Linked DNA regions of Mus musculus: all the other regions are linked to region 1. The links are chromatin contacts, called in public HiChIP or PLAC-seq and promoter capture Hi-C maps. All regions are on one chromosome and are shown on one strand. The core of a region is the stretch at or near the end of the contact, and the rest is flanking DNA. Distances in the headings are between cores, read along the strand shown.

What was found. Promoter capture Hi-C pulls out the DNA fragments that hold promoters and counts their contacts. HiChIP or PLAC-seq counts read pairs in DNA pulled down with a chosen protein or histone mark.
Region 2: a contact with region 1 is called in a FOXA1 HiChIP or PLAC-seq map of pancreatic cancer cells. The contact joins the promoter of Sh3bp4 here to the promoter of Arl4c in region 1. A contact is called at or near these places in 12 of 39 promoter capture datasets (the 3T3-L1 cell line, embryonic stem cells, frontonasal cranial neural crest and 7 more), 1 of 15 datasets of contacts at CTCF or cohesin (the NIH/3T3 cell line), 6 of 484 Hi-C or Micro-C datasets (the MNK3 cell line, embryonic stem cells and regulatory T cells), 17 of 115 datasets of contacts at active chromatin or transcription factors (DN3 thymocytes, the NIH/3T3 cell line, T-cell acute lymphoblastic leukemia and 13 more) and 3 of 9 other capture datasets (adipose tissue, embryonic stem cells and liver).
Region 3: an H3K27ac HiChIP or PLAC-seq map of bone marrow-derived dendritic cells shows a contact between it and region 1, with 13 times the contacts expected there. The contact joins the enhancer-like site here to the promoter of Arl4c in region 1. A contact is called at or near these places in 7 of 39 promoter capture datasets (embryonic stem cells, epiblast stem cells, hippocampal neurons and 2 more) and 2 of 115 datasets of contacts at active chromatin or transcription factors (bone marrow-derived dendritic cells and pro-B cells).
Region 4: a promoter capture Hi-C map of liver shows a contact between it and region 1, with 9 times the contacts expected there. The contact joins the promoter of 1700067G17Rik here to the promoter of Arl4c in region 1. A contact is called at or near these places in 8 of 39 promoter capture datasets (the 3T3-L1 cell line, the SN4741 cell line, embryonic stem cells and 4 more) and 1 of 115 datasets of contacts at active chromatin or transcription factors (bone marrow-derived dendritic cells).

The regions. Positions count from the first base shown.
Region 1 is chr1:88,700,883-88,703,558 of GRCm38.p6, forward strand. Arl4c (ADP-ribosylation factor-like 4C) reads right to left here and starts at 1,309. Exons shown (of 1, transcript NM_177305.4): 1 at 1-1,309. The coding sequence starts at 782. The coding sequence ends at 204.
Region 2 is chr1:89,069,091-89,071,766 of GRCm38.p6, forward strand. It overlaps Sh3bp4 (SH3-domain binding protein 4), which reads left to right and starts at 1,325. Exons shown (of 6, transcript NM_133816.3): 1 at 1,325-1,507.
Region 3 is chr1:89,040,192-89,042,867 of GRCm38.p6, forward strand. No RefSeq gene overlaps it. Among named protein-coding and RNA genes, the nearest start is that of Gm34194, 25 kb to the left of the region's middle. Within about 2 kb of position 1,305, at least 63 of the 459 cell types and tissues checked have an H3K27ac peak or open chromatin away from gene starts, as enhancers often do. A contact at or near this core is called in bone marrow-derived dendritic cells, where this site is marked.
Region 4 is chr1:89,014,815-89,017,490 of GRCm38.p6, forward strand. 1700067G17Rik (RIKEN cDNA 1700067G17 gene) reads left to right here and starts at 1,299. Exons shown (of 3, transcript NR_040471.1): 1 at 1,299-1,558; 2 at 1,732-1,835. Gm34194 (a long non-coding RNA gene) reads right to left here and starts at 1,364. Exons shown (of 9, transcript XR_003947921.1): 1 at 1,159-1,364.

The DNA.
Region 1 (2,676 bases), core at 59-2,558:
GACGAGATGGGTGGCTATGCAGCCTCCACACCCGGCTTAAGTCTCCAAGTCCTGTATTTGGATACAGAGATCGTGTTTTAAAAATTCGAATCATCGCTTTGGTTCGTTGTCTTTGTTCGCGGGTTCTCGCTCAACCCAGACGTCCATTCATTCACTCACTGGCTTGCTCGCTCAGCCTTGCTCCAGATCGCTGCTCTAGCGCATTACCGCTTCTTCTTCTGCTTGAGAGACTTCCTGCGTTTCAGGATCATCTCATAGAGCTTGTCCATGCCCTCGGTGAGGCCCTCGCCGATGATGGCGCACGCCGGCTGGACATGGTAGGTGGTGGCCGGGATGAGCTCGTGCAGCGCCAGTTGCTTCTCAATCTCGGCCACCGGCAGCGACTTAGGCAGATCCTGCTTGTTGGCGATAACCAGGAGCGGTGTGCCCTGGTTCTCCGCAAACTTGGTCACCTTGTGCAGCTCCGTCTTGGCCTCCTCCAGCCGGTCCACGTCCACCGAATCCACCACGTAGATGATGCCGTCCGTGCAGCGGCTGTAGGACTTCCACAGCGGCCGTAGCTTCTCCTGGCCGCCCACGTCCCAGAAGTGGCAGCTGATGCCCTTGGCAGTGCCGTTGCTCAGTTTGATCTTCTCGGTGTTGAAGCCGATAGTGGGCACAGTGTTCACGAATTCGTTGAACTTGAGCCGGTAGAGCACCGTAGTCTTGCCGGCCGAGTCCAAGCCCAGCATAACGATGTGCAGAGACTGGAAGGCCGAGATGTTGGAGGAGATGTTGCCCATGGCTCCTCGCTGCGGCGCCGGCCACTGCGACTGCGGCTGCGGCGGGAGGGCGCCGCCCCCCGAGCAGTCACAGGCCCTCTGCGGCCGGGCGCACCTGGGCCCCGCCCGTTGCTGGACCCGGTGGGGTCTCGGCGTCCCCGCGGCGCACGGCCAGGCGCGCTTAGGCTCGGAGGGGCCGGCTCCCTGGCCCGCCTGGTGCGTGCTCCGCGGGCATCTTTCTCCGGAGGCTTTGTCTCTCGCGCAGCCGCCACGGACAGACGCCGCGGTGTAGGATGTCTGCGCCTTGCGCGGTAGCCCGGCTCGACCTGCGGCTCTCCCGCACCGCGGCTCTGCAGCAGCCTCTGGTCTCGGCGCACCTCGGAGCTGCTCTAGCTCCGGCTCCCGGGAGCGCCGCAAAGGCGCAGGCGGGGCGCGGGCTTCCCCGGCGTCCGAGTTAGCGTAGCTGCCTTGCTGTCCCTGCAGTACTAGGCGCTGCTGCTACCGCCGCCGCCGCCACCAGCCTGCTGCGGCCGGAGGGCGCCGGCCCCGCCCCTCTAGTCCCGCCCACAGGCCACGCCCCTCGCCCGCCACGCCCCGCGGTCTCCCGGGGTCAGGCGGGGTCTTCTCGGTCGGTTGCGTCTTTTCGCGCGCTCCGATCGTTCGAAACTCGCCCAGGCGACCCTTCCCGCCGGCCGCGCGCCGACTGTGGGCCTGGACGCGGACTCTTCCTCCCCAATCCGGTGACGCGTCTTTTAAAAATAGCTCCGGGCTCCGGAACCCCCGCCCGGGGCCTAGCCCGCAGCTGGCCGGGCAAAGGCAGCGACTGCAGAGGGCTAGGGCGGTGAGACTGCGGCACCGACGCAGGAGGGCGGAGGAGAGGAGCTGACCTCCTTGAGCCTGCAGCCCTGCTGCTGCCCACTCCTAATCCATTTCCACCGCGTGGTTTCACGCTCTTTGGTGCCCTAGTGTCTTGGTCCCTATTCTTCCTTGATGCGTATGCTCCCTAAGTCTAGGGTGTGCCCAGGAGGCTCAGTTAAGACTACCTACCACCCACCTGCCTAGATAACTCCAGACATTTCTTTCTCAGACACCCATTTTGGAGCCTTGCTTTATGCTTCCCCACCCCTTCCCCACCCCCTCCACTCTGCTGACATCCCAGATTAGGTTAGTCTTAAAGCAACCTTTGTCATTCTACCTTGAGAACCTACCAGGGATGGGGTGAGGGTAGGGGATGGGGGAGGTCCAAATCACCTGACCAGGCTTCAGGAAAGCTAGGTCACTAGAAGACCCTAGCTAGCTTGGAGCTGGTGGTGTGATGAGTCACAAATACATATTTTCTGGGTTCCATTTCGTGACTCCATTCAGTGGTTTTATCCTACCTTGTAAAACGTAGCAAATGAATATTATTTCTGCATGTGGAGGGAAGTCGGGGGGGGGGTGATTATGAGTGACACAGGTTTGATGATGATGGGAACTAGAGATGACAGCCAAGGGGAAAATGGTTTACATTTGTGTAGGTCAGGCTTCTGGGTCAGAAAAGGTTGCAAATGTAATCCAGGGAAAGAAAATAAAAATGCTTATCATTTGTGATCTTAAAAATTATATATATACACACACACACAGAGAGAGAGAGAGAGAGAGAGAGAGGAACCTTCCTTTCTAATGCTGTTATAATACATGATTTCATTTGTACTAAAGCCTGTGAGAAAAATCACACCTGTTCAATTCCATCTTTTAATTCTCACAACTCCAAAAGCCAGTCTAGGCTTCCACCAGCTAGACTCAAGCCCAGGGACTGGTGATGGATGTTGGTGCTGGCAAGGTCCACTCAGATTACCTGTCCAGCTTGCTAGAGGAGGAAATTTAGGTCTGTGTGCTGGTACTTGCTAAGGGGACCTCAGTGCAGACAGCCTGC
Region 2 (2,676 bases), core at 75-2,574, 370 kb after region 1:
TCTTTTAAGGTCGACAGCTACACTTAAGGAGTAATTGTACTCGTTTCCATGTTCTAAGAGAATATGAAATTCTACCCTCTTAGCCTTAGGTTGACCAGTATGTCTACCTGACTCCACTAGGACTACATCTAGAGCGGGGTGGGGGTGGGGGTGGGGGAAGGCGGGCAGCCCGAGTGCAAGGGTGGAGTGGAAGGGGAGCATAAAGAACACGGGAGATAGAAAACTGGCTAGTATTCCGACTCTGAAGCCCTCTCCCATGTGATCTTGCCGAATATGATAATCTGTGTTAACGTCTGAAGTCACTTAGAAAATATAAATGGTATCTGTCGCCAGCGATGATAGTGAAGATGGACTCAGTGGGCTGCTGGATTTGGATCTGTGGCAACATTGAAGACATGATTGCCACTGGTTCCAAGTGGAAGCCTTCATTCCCTGGCCTCACCACCACAGCAGTCAAAGGCTGGTTCGACCTCACTGAGGCAATCAACCCCTACAGGCCTCTGTCTACTCCCGTGAGAGATGACTCATGAGCTTGGGCTTTTGCTCCGCTGCCTCGCAGTGTGTTCATTCACTGAGCTCGCATCGAGCGTCTACTTCTGTATGTGAGTCTGGGCAGAGGAAGTGTAACTATGCTGACATGTATTCAGTTGCAATCTGCCTCGCAGGCAGCTCTCCTCCACTTGTAGTTGTTCCCTAAGCTGAGTTTTGTTTGTTTTTTCTCGGTTTTACTGCTTAACCACTCCCGGGGGATCAGAGGCTTCCCCAAAACAGAGCACCGGAGGTCTCCATCATCTTTGCTCATTTCTGGGTCCAGGGGTAAAGATCCCGAGGCCCTAACCCCACTCTCTTAACTGGCGCTGTTAAGGAAGGAGACAAGGAGTGTTGGCGGGAATCGCGCCGGAGCACTGGAGGCGCCAGTAAGCCAAGCCGCTTCTTTAAGTAAATCAGCGGCTCAGTCGGCCCCGCCCCTCCGGGACATCCCGCCCCCTTCATCCAGGCCCCGCCTTTACTAAGAACTGCCCTCCCCCAGCTCGAGGCACAGCCCCTACTTGCTCCAACCTCATATTGACCACGCTCATTTGAGCACACCCCGCCCACTTTTGCCCCAGTATCGTCTAGGCCCCGCCTCTCCGACAAAGACTCCGCCTTGAGAGTGCGATTCCGCCCCCGGTCCCTACGCCCCAGCCTGAGCTTGACCCGCCTCTTCCTCGCTCCGCCCCCAGCTTTGGCCCCGCCCCTCCCGCGGTCTCTGCTTGCGCTCCGCCCTCCTGGAGCCCGCTGTTTGCGCCCCGGCCCCGCCCGCGCTCGCGCCCCGCCCCGGCCCAGACCACCTCTGCGCCCGCTGGCGGGGGCCGAGCGCTCTGGGCTGTCGCGGCGTCTGGGCACCTCACCACCTCTGCTGCCTCGATCGCTGAGGCCGCGGTACCGGGAGTCGCGCGCGCCCCCGGCCGGGTGAGCCCCACAGGACAAGAGAACCGCAGGACCCGTGGGGCGCCATGCGAGCCAGGTAGGAGCCTAGGGTCGGACGGCGCACCCTATCCCCGCGCGCGCTGTGGCTTTGGGCAGCATCCCGGGCTCTGGGGCGCGGCTAGCCTGGAGCAGCTCCGAGCCCCTTGAGCTCCCGGTTCCCTGCCCTCTGTGGTCACAGCCCGACCTGGGCTGCGGATCGTGGTCGCTAGGGCCCGGGGCGCGGGGAGGGCGGAGGGGGTCGCGGCGCCACCCGCGCGGTTCTGAGAAGGAGCGAAGAGAGCGCGGCTTTGGGTTAAACTTGGTGACAATGCACATTTCAACTTCTTCGGAGAGCCCTCCTGGAGGATGAAATTGAAAACTCCAGTTTCTGTCTTGGTGATCGAGTGACCGCGCAGCCCCGAGGTGACAGCGCTGGGGTGTGCGGGTGGGAGCGGTTAGGATAGAGGAGCGTTGTTCTGCAAGTGCTGTTTACCGTGAAGCCGCCCTGCGCCGCCCAGTGTGTCTTGTTAGAGGGTTTGGGGGCCAGGAGGCTCCCAGCTGGGATCTGGCGTTGTAGTATGCAGGTTTGGGGGGCTTAGCGGTGCGGACTGTGGGGCTGGCTGGCGCTGGCCCTTCCCGGGTGTGGGGCGCCTGCAGATGCCGCGCGGGAGGAGTGGCGGAGAGCTGGCTGGCCGCTCTGCGTGCGCAGAAGGTTGTGGAGCCTCGTGGAGCTATGAGATTTGAAAGGGAATACCATGCTGGGCTTTATTCGTGTTTATTCTTCCCTTGTTAGTGCATCAGATTGGTGTTCTGTGATTTAGCAGCAGAAATAAAGTTCGTATAACTTTTGCTCTGATTATAAAAGCAATGAGTGTCCAGAGCGGAAATAAACACGAGATCTACGCCGATCCCACATTCGTTGGGGGTGGGGGGTGGGGATGTCGCAGCCTTGTAGATTTAATCATTGAATTATACCTGGCGCCTTCTTGCCTAACCTCAAGAAAACCCTTGCTTGAAACCCTTGATTGTCTCGTGCCCAAAGTTTGGAATTTTTGACCTGCCTTACCACAAAGGCTGTTTCTGATAGTTATGAGTACCCTTTTGATGTACTGGGGTTTCCCATGAGATGGTGGGTACAGATGGAGAGAATGGTGGTGGGAGGGCCGAAACCTCAGCCCAGTCCGTGGTTTTGGTACCGAGCCTTGTAAAAATGACAGTAATGATTCT
Region 3 (2,676 bases), core at 55-2,554, 340 kb after region 1:
GGAGTTTCCAGTAAGACCAGGAGGGCCTGTCCTTGATTTCATTTCCTTCCTATAGTCAGTCTTTCTACTTCTTTGATATGAGTTCATTATGTAATGTAGATGTCATGTATAATAGCACTTGTCTGTCACTCAAAACACATATTGAAAAACAAAGGACAACTTCCTGGACCCCATTCATGTCTACCTGCGTGAGATATGAACAGCAGGATGCAGCAGCAATCCTGCTGGGAGAAGGTGGATGATGAAGATAATGAAGAAGAAAAGGAAGAAGAAGAGGAAGAGGAGGAAAGATAAATGATAGAAGATAGATAGATAGATAGATAGATAGATAGATAGATAGATAATAGGTAATATATAGATGATAGGTAGATAGATACATGATAGATAAGACTGATAATAGATGACAGATGATAGATGATAGGTAAATGATAGAAAAATAGATGATAGATAAAGATGATAAATAGATAGTAGGGATAGATTATCTTAATATCTGTGGAAGAGAGTATCATTCGACCTTTACAAAAGAGATGCTGTATCCAACATAGATGAAGATAAACAGAAGACAGCACACTCAGTAAAATAAGGCAGGGAAACGAAAATGACTACATATTCTCACGATGTGTAGATGTAAGCAAAGTCTAATACTTAAAGAGGAAGGCCGTGGTTATCAGGGCTGGGGGGGGGGGGGCATTTGTCACTAAGCCTAAGGACTGAGTTTTATCCCTGAATCCACATGGTGGAAAGAGAGAACCAACTCGTCCTACAAGGCATCCCCTGGCTTCCACCCACAAAAAATACATAAATAAACATACATCATTTTGTTTTAAAAAATGTGACTATCAGGGACAAGGGGAGAAAAAGATAAAAGAGATAAGTAGCTGCCTATAGCAACAGGAACTGGTCTGGACATCATAGGCTCAGCTCAAGAACCATATTTTAATGTTGTATGGATACCAAAAATTCACTGAGAGAGATGAATTTAAATTGCTCTTACAATACATGTCTCATGGAGATGCCTGGCGACAGTAACGGATTCTCTGCACTTTCTAAGTATCCAGCCCCAAACACCAATAAGAAAAAGGAAAGCCCTTTGCTTTTCAGAACTGTGCTTGGTAATGTTTTTAACTTTCCAGACCTGTCGAGGGGGAATGGTGCAAGTGGTGTCGCTCTGGAAACAAGCTACAAGCACAGTAGTACTTCACCCGATTCTTTGTTTGGCTGTGACCACCATCAGCAAGACAACAAGCTTCCTCCCACACTCCTCGTCCCCAGCCACAGCTGGGAATTCCCCAGAGAAGCTGATGAGATCATGTACAGACTCCAGTTTCCTGTGGTGATTTGGGACTTAAATGTCCACACAGAATGCACAGGGCTCCTGTCCCAGCTGGGGCTCCAAGTAAAACTGTGAAGGTTTCATGGGTTTCTTTTTCCTTTAGGGCTCAACTCTATGAGAAAAGAATCTCAATCTTGGAGTGACCTTTGTCATATCAGAGCGTGTAGTAGGTCCATACCTCCCTGGAATGGGACTACACCTAAGGATAATTGAGAGATTCAGACCTCCATCTGTGTCTGCACACAGTGTGACCATCTCATCCTGATTTGTCTGGAATATGTTTGAGAACTGAATTAGACTTGAGAAAACTAGCATATGGGTTATGTTCCAGGGTTGGGCACCCTGTCTGTATTTTCTATGTCCTTTGTTCTCTACCCTAGAGACCTCTGAGTTGCGGGCGAGAGATGTTACCACCTCTCCTCTTGAAGACATCTGAGTACCTCAAACAGCCTCACTCCTCCATTCAGAAATCTATATGGAGCTGGTGTCTAGCTCAGTGGTAGAATATGCACTTTGCATGTCCTCGGTTTGGTTCCCACCAACAAAATATGAAGAAAAACTTAAATCAGCATGGGCAATCCTATCCCCTCGAGAAGTCTTCTGACATTGTTTAAGAGTCTGCAGTAACCAAGCCAGGCTCCCCTGGATGGGAGGTCTCCTCAGACATAACCAAAATGACCTGTCTCCCAAAACCCATCTCCAAATACAGGTCAACGGAACAGGGCAACGCCTGGCCAAGCATTGTAAGACGTGGTAAATACAGACACACTTCCTGCTTCCTCCACCTGACTGGACAACTTCCCAGTCCCCTGCAGCAGCTGTGTGCTGCCTGAAGTGTTTTGTCCCCTTTCAGAGCTTTGCACTGTACTTCATGGCTGTACTTCTTTCTAAAAAAAAAAGAAAAAAAGCCTCTCTAGAAAGAGCATGGTCAATGGATGTGTTGAAAGGACCCCACTCCACACCTATTACAAAGGCTGGAGGTGGCAGTGTTGGAAAAAAGGAGCCCTGGCAGAATTGTGAGGCCAGTCTGTTTCCTTAGAAAGTTGTTTTAGGACTTTCTTACAAGCCAAACATCTCTCTCCCCTTTGTTCCCACAAATCTACTGCTACGTAAACTCTACCCACAGTAAGCAGAAGCACCGTGTTCACAAAGGACACATAGAAAAGCATTCGTAGCACCTTTAATCATAACAACCCAGACAGGAAAATAGAAAATGACTCAAATATCCATTACCAGGAAAATCAAGAGAAGAAACCAAACCCGGCAGTGTTTCCTACTGTACCCAGTGACTGCTACACTTAACTATAGGGAAAGACAAAGGTCTGACTCAGACAGCAACCTGG
Region 4 (2,676 bases), core at 49-2,548, 310 kb after region 1:
GGGGACTGGGCACTGGACTAAAATTAACAGGCAGAGGAGAGCACCTGGCAGGAAGCCCCCACTCCAAGACACCTTTAGCATAGCCAAAATTACCTCAAAAACACAGAGGATCTCCCTAGCACTGCGCCTGGTCAGCCAGACAAGGTCAGACAGGCATCCCAGAAAACATGTGGAAAACACTGACCAATCAGCACCGACTGGAGGAGAAACAAGAAAAATAAGTTGAAATCTACCATAACCAGAAAACACACTAAGGATCTAGCAATAACAATAGAGGTGCTTTATTAAGAAAATATGTTTCTCCTGGCTGTGAGTTCAGGATATGATGATCTAGGGAGGGTTGTATCAGGGAATAAAATGGAAACCAGAAGAGGAGACCTGGTATGGACCTTCAGCCTATGGGCAAACACAGTTGAGTGCACACCTCATGTATATACCATATACAGACACACATAAAATCAAATTGAAAGGTTTAATTAGATTCCATATATAAAAACGAAGTGAAGGCAAAAGCTTAATTCTCAGGCACAGACAGACTCTCTGGAGGATAGGGAGGAAATAGTTAAAGGAGGGGGGTTGGAGGGGAAGACAGCAGGTAAACAGGCTATTGTATGCTCTGAAAACGCCTTCTCAGCCATCACACACCTGCTCAGGATCAGCACAGGCAGCCGTTAAACTTGGACCATTTTGGAGAGAAACACAAGGGAGCCAACTACCGTCCCCTCCCAGACCTCCAATTAAGCGTGGCATCTGCTGAGTCATGAGGTCAGAGCACTCCTCCAAGCAAAAGTGCAGACACCGCCCAAAGTACCTGCGTGCCTGGGAGCTGTGGAAACTAGGAGAGGCACGGGGCGGTTTCTGTGACCAAGCCTGGGCAGGATATAAAAACTCAGCACAGAAGCAGGTCTAACGCGCAGGCAAGGAAGCTTCTGGAAGCCGGATAGGAAAGACATTTCTCCGAGTTGCATTAAGGAAAAACCAACCCCTACCCTCACCCTTGCCCCTGTCTGTCTCTGTCTCTCTAATTTCTGACAATAAAACATTTTCTCTGATTCGACAAGTTTTCTCCCTTCTTTACAGTTCTGCCTGGCTTTCTTTTGCTATGATAAAAACCAAAACTAAAAGCAACTTGGAAGTGAAAGGGTCTGTTCCCCTTACCTCTCTGCGGTTCCCAGTTTTGCTTCTGATTTCAAAGCGGTTACTCCACCCCCAACCTGAAACTCAGTGTTCCGATGTTCCTTCTCTGTTCCTGAATAAGGAAGCCTCGTGGTGCCAAGTCTAGGTGTGGACTCTTAACTGAGGCCATTTTGTTCTAGTGACCCTGGAGGGCGAACTCCATCTTTAACTCAAAAAACATCTGTCTTTCTTCGTCTCCCTTTTGGTTTCGACCTCCTGAAGTGCACGAGGTCTCCCCCTCTCCGGGCTGCTCACACCTCTTCCCTTCCTTTCCCCTCCATCTCTTTTTCAGACCATTGGCTTCTATCTCAGTAGCGGGGATGTTTCTCAGGCTCCTGGTCTACTCAGCCAGCAGCGCTCCATTTCTTCAGCATCAGATATGGTACTCACTGCCTTCCCATGCCCACGGTCCTCAACTCCAGCTCCTTGGCGGCTTTCCCACTCAGGAACCCTCTGTGGGTTCCCTCCCCTCCTCAGCAAACACTCTTGTTTTTTGTTTTTTGTTTTTTGTTTTTTCTGAAATTGCAGGTGACTTTCTATCCCTAATTCTTAGAGGCAGCAGGCTCTGGTGGTTCACTGTCAAGAAACTAGATGGATTCTGACACATGTGATCTAAGTTCCTTCCTTTAAGTGCCTTCTGGACTCCGTGAAATTTAAAGGCAAGTAAAACAAATAAATTTTCCCAGGCCACCTCAGACATATGTATCCTGTAGAGACCAGTGAGGGAGATGGAGCCTCGCTATAGTGACCCAGGGCATCGTCTAATAGAGATTTTTTGTGCTGGATTTCTTCTCACGCCCACAGCCAGCGCTAGAACACAATAACCAAAATATCTTGATTCATCCAAAAATAATCTTCACCTCAAAAGCCATTTTTAATTGGCAGATAAAATTGTATAAATTATCATGTACTGCATGCCATTCCAAAGTATATACACATTGTGCAATGAATAATTTGGTTAATTAATGTATGTGTTGTTTTGCATAGTTAGTATTTGAAGTGAGACTATATAAACTCTTAGCATTTTCTGAGAACATAATATGTATATTAACTATTACTATACTGGTGCTGTAGCGTGTGGTAAGTCTCTTGAAGTTACTCTTTATGTCCAATCATGTTTGTCTTCCTCCACTGACACTCCCCAAAGTTCCTCCTTCAACAATCCAGTCACCGTTCTACTCTTTCTCTGTCTCTCTCTGTCTCTGTCTCTCTCTATATGTGTGTGCATGTGCGTGTGTGTGTGTGTGTGTGTGTGTATTGAACTCATATTTTTTAGATTCCACACATCACTGAGGTCATGATGTATTTGCCTTTCTTTGTCTAACCTCTTCATATACCATAATGTCAGGTTCATTTAAATTGTCTCAAATGTTAGGATTGCCTTTCTTAGGGCTGAATAGTATATTCAATTGTGTATATATGTCCTGTTTTCCTTATGCATATTGCATTGATGGACACAGGTTGGTTGCACAACCAGTGTGAATAGTGAACAGTACTGCA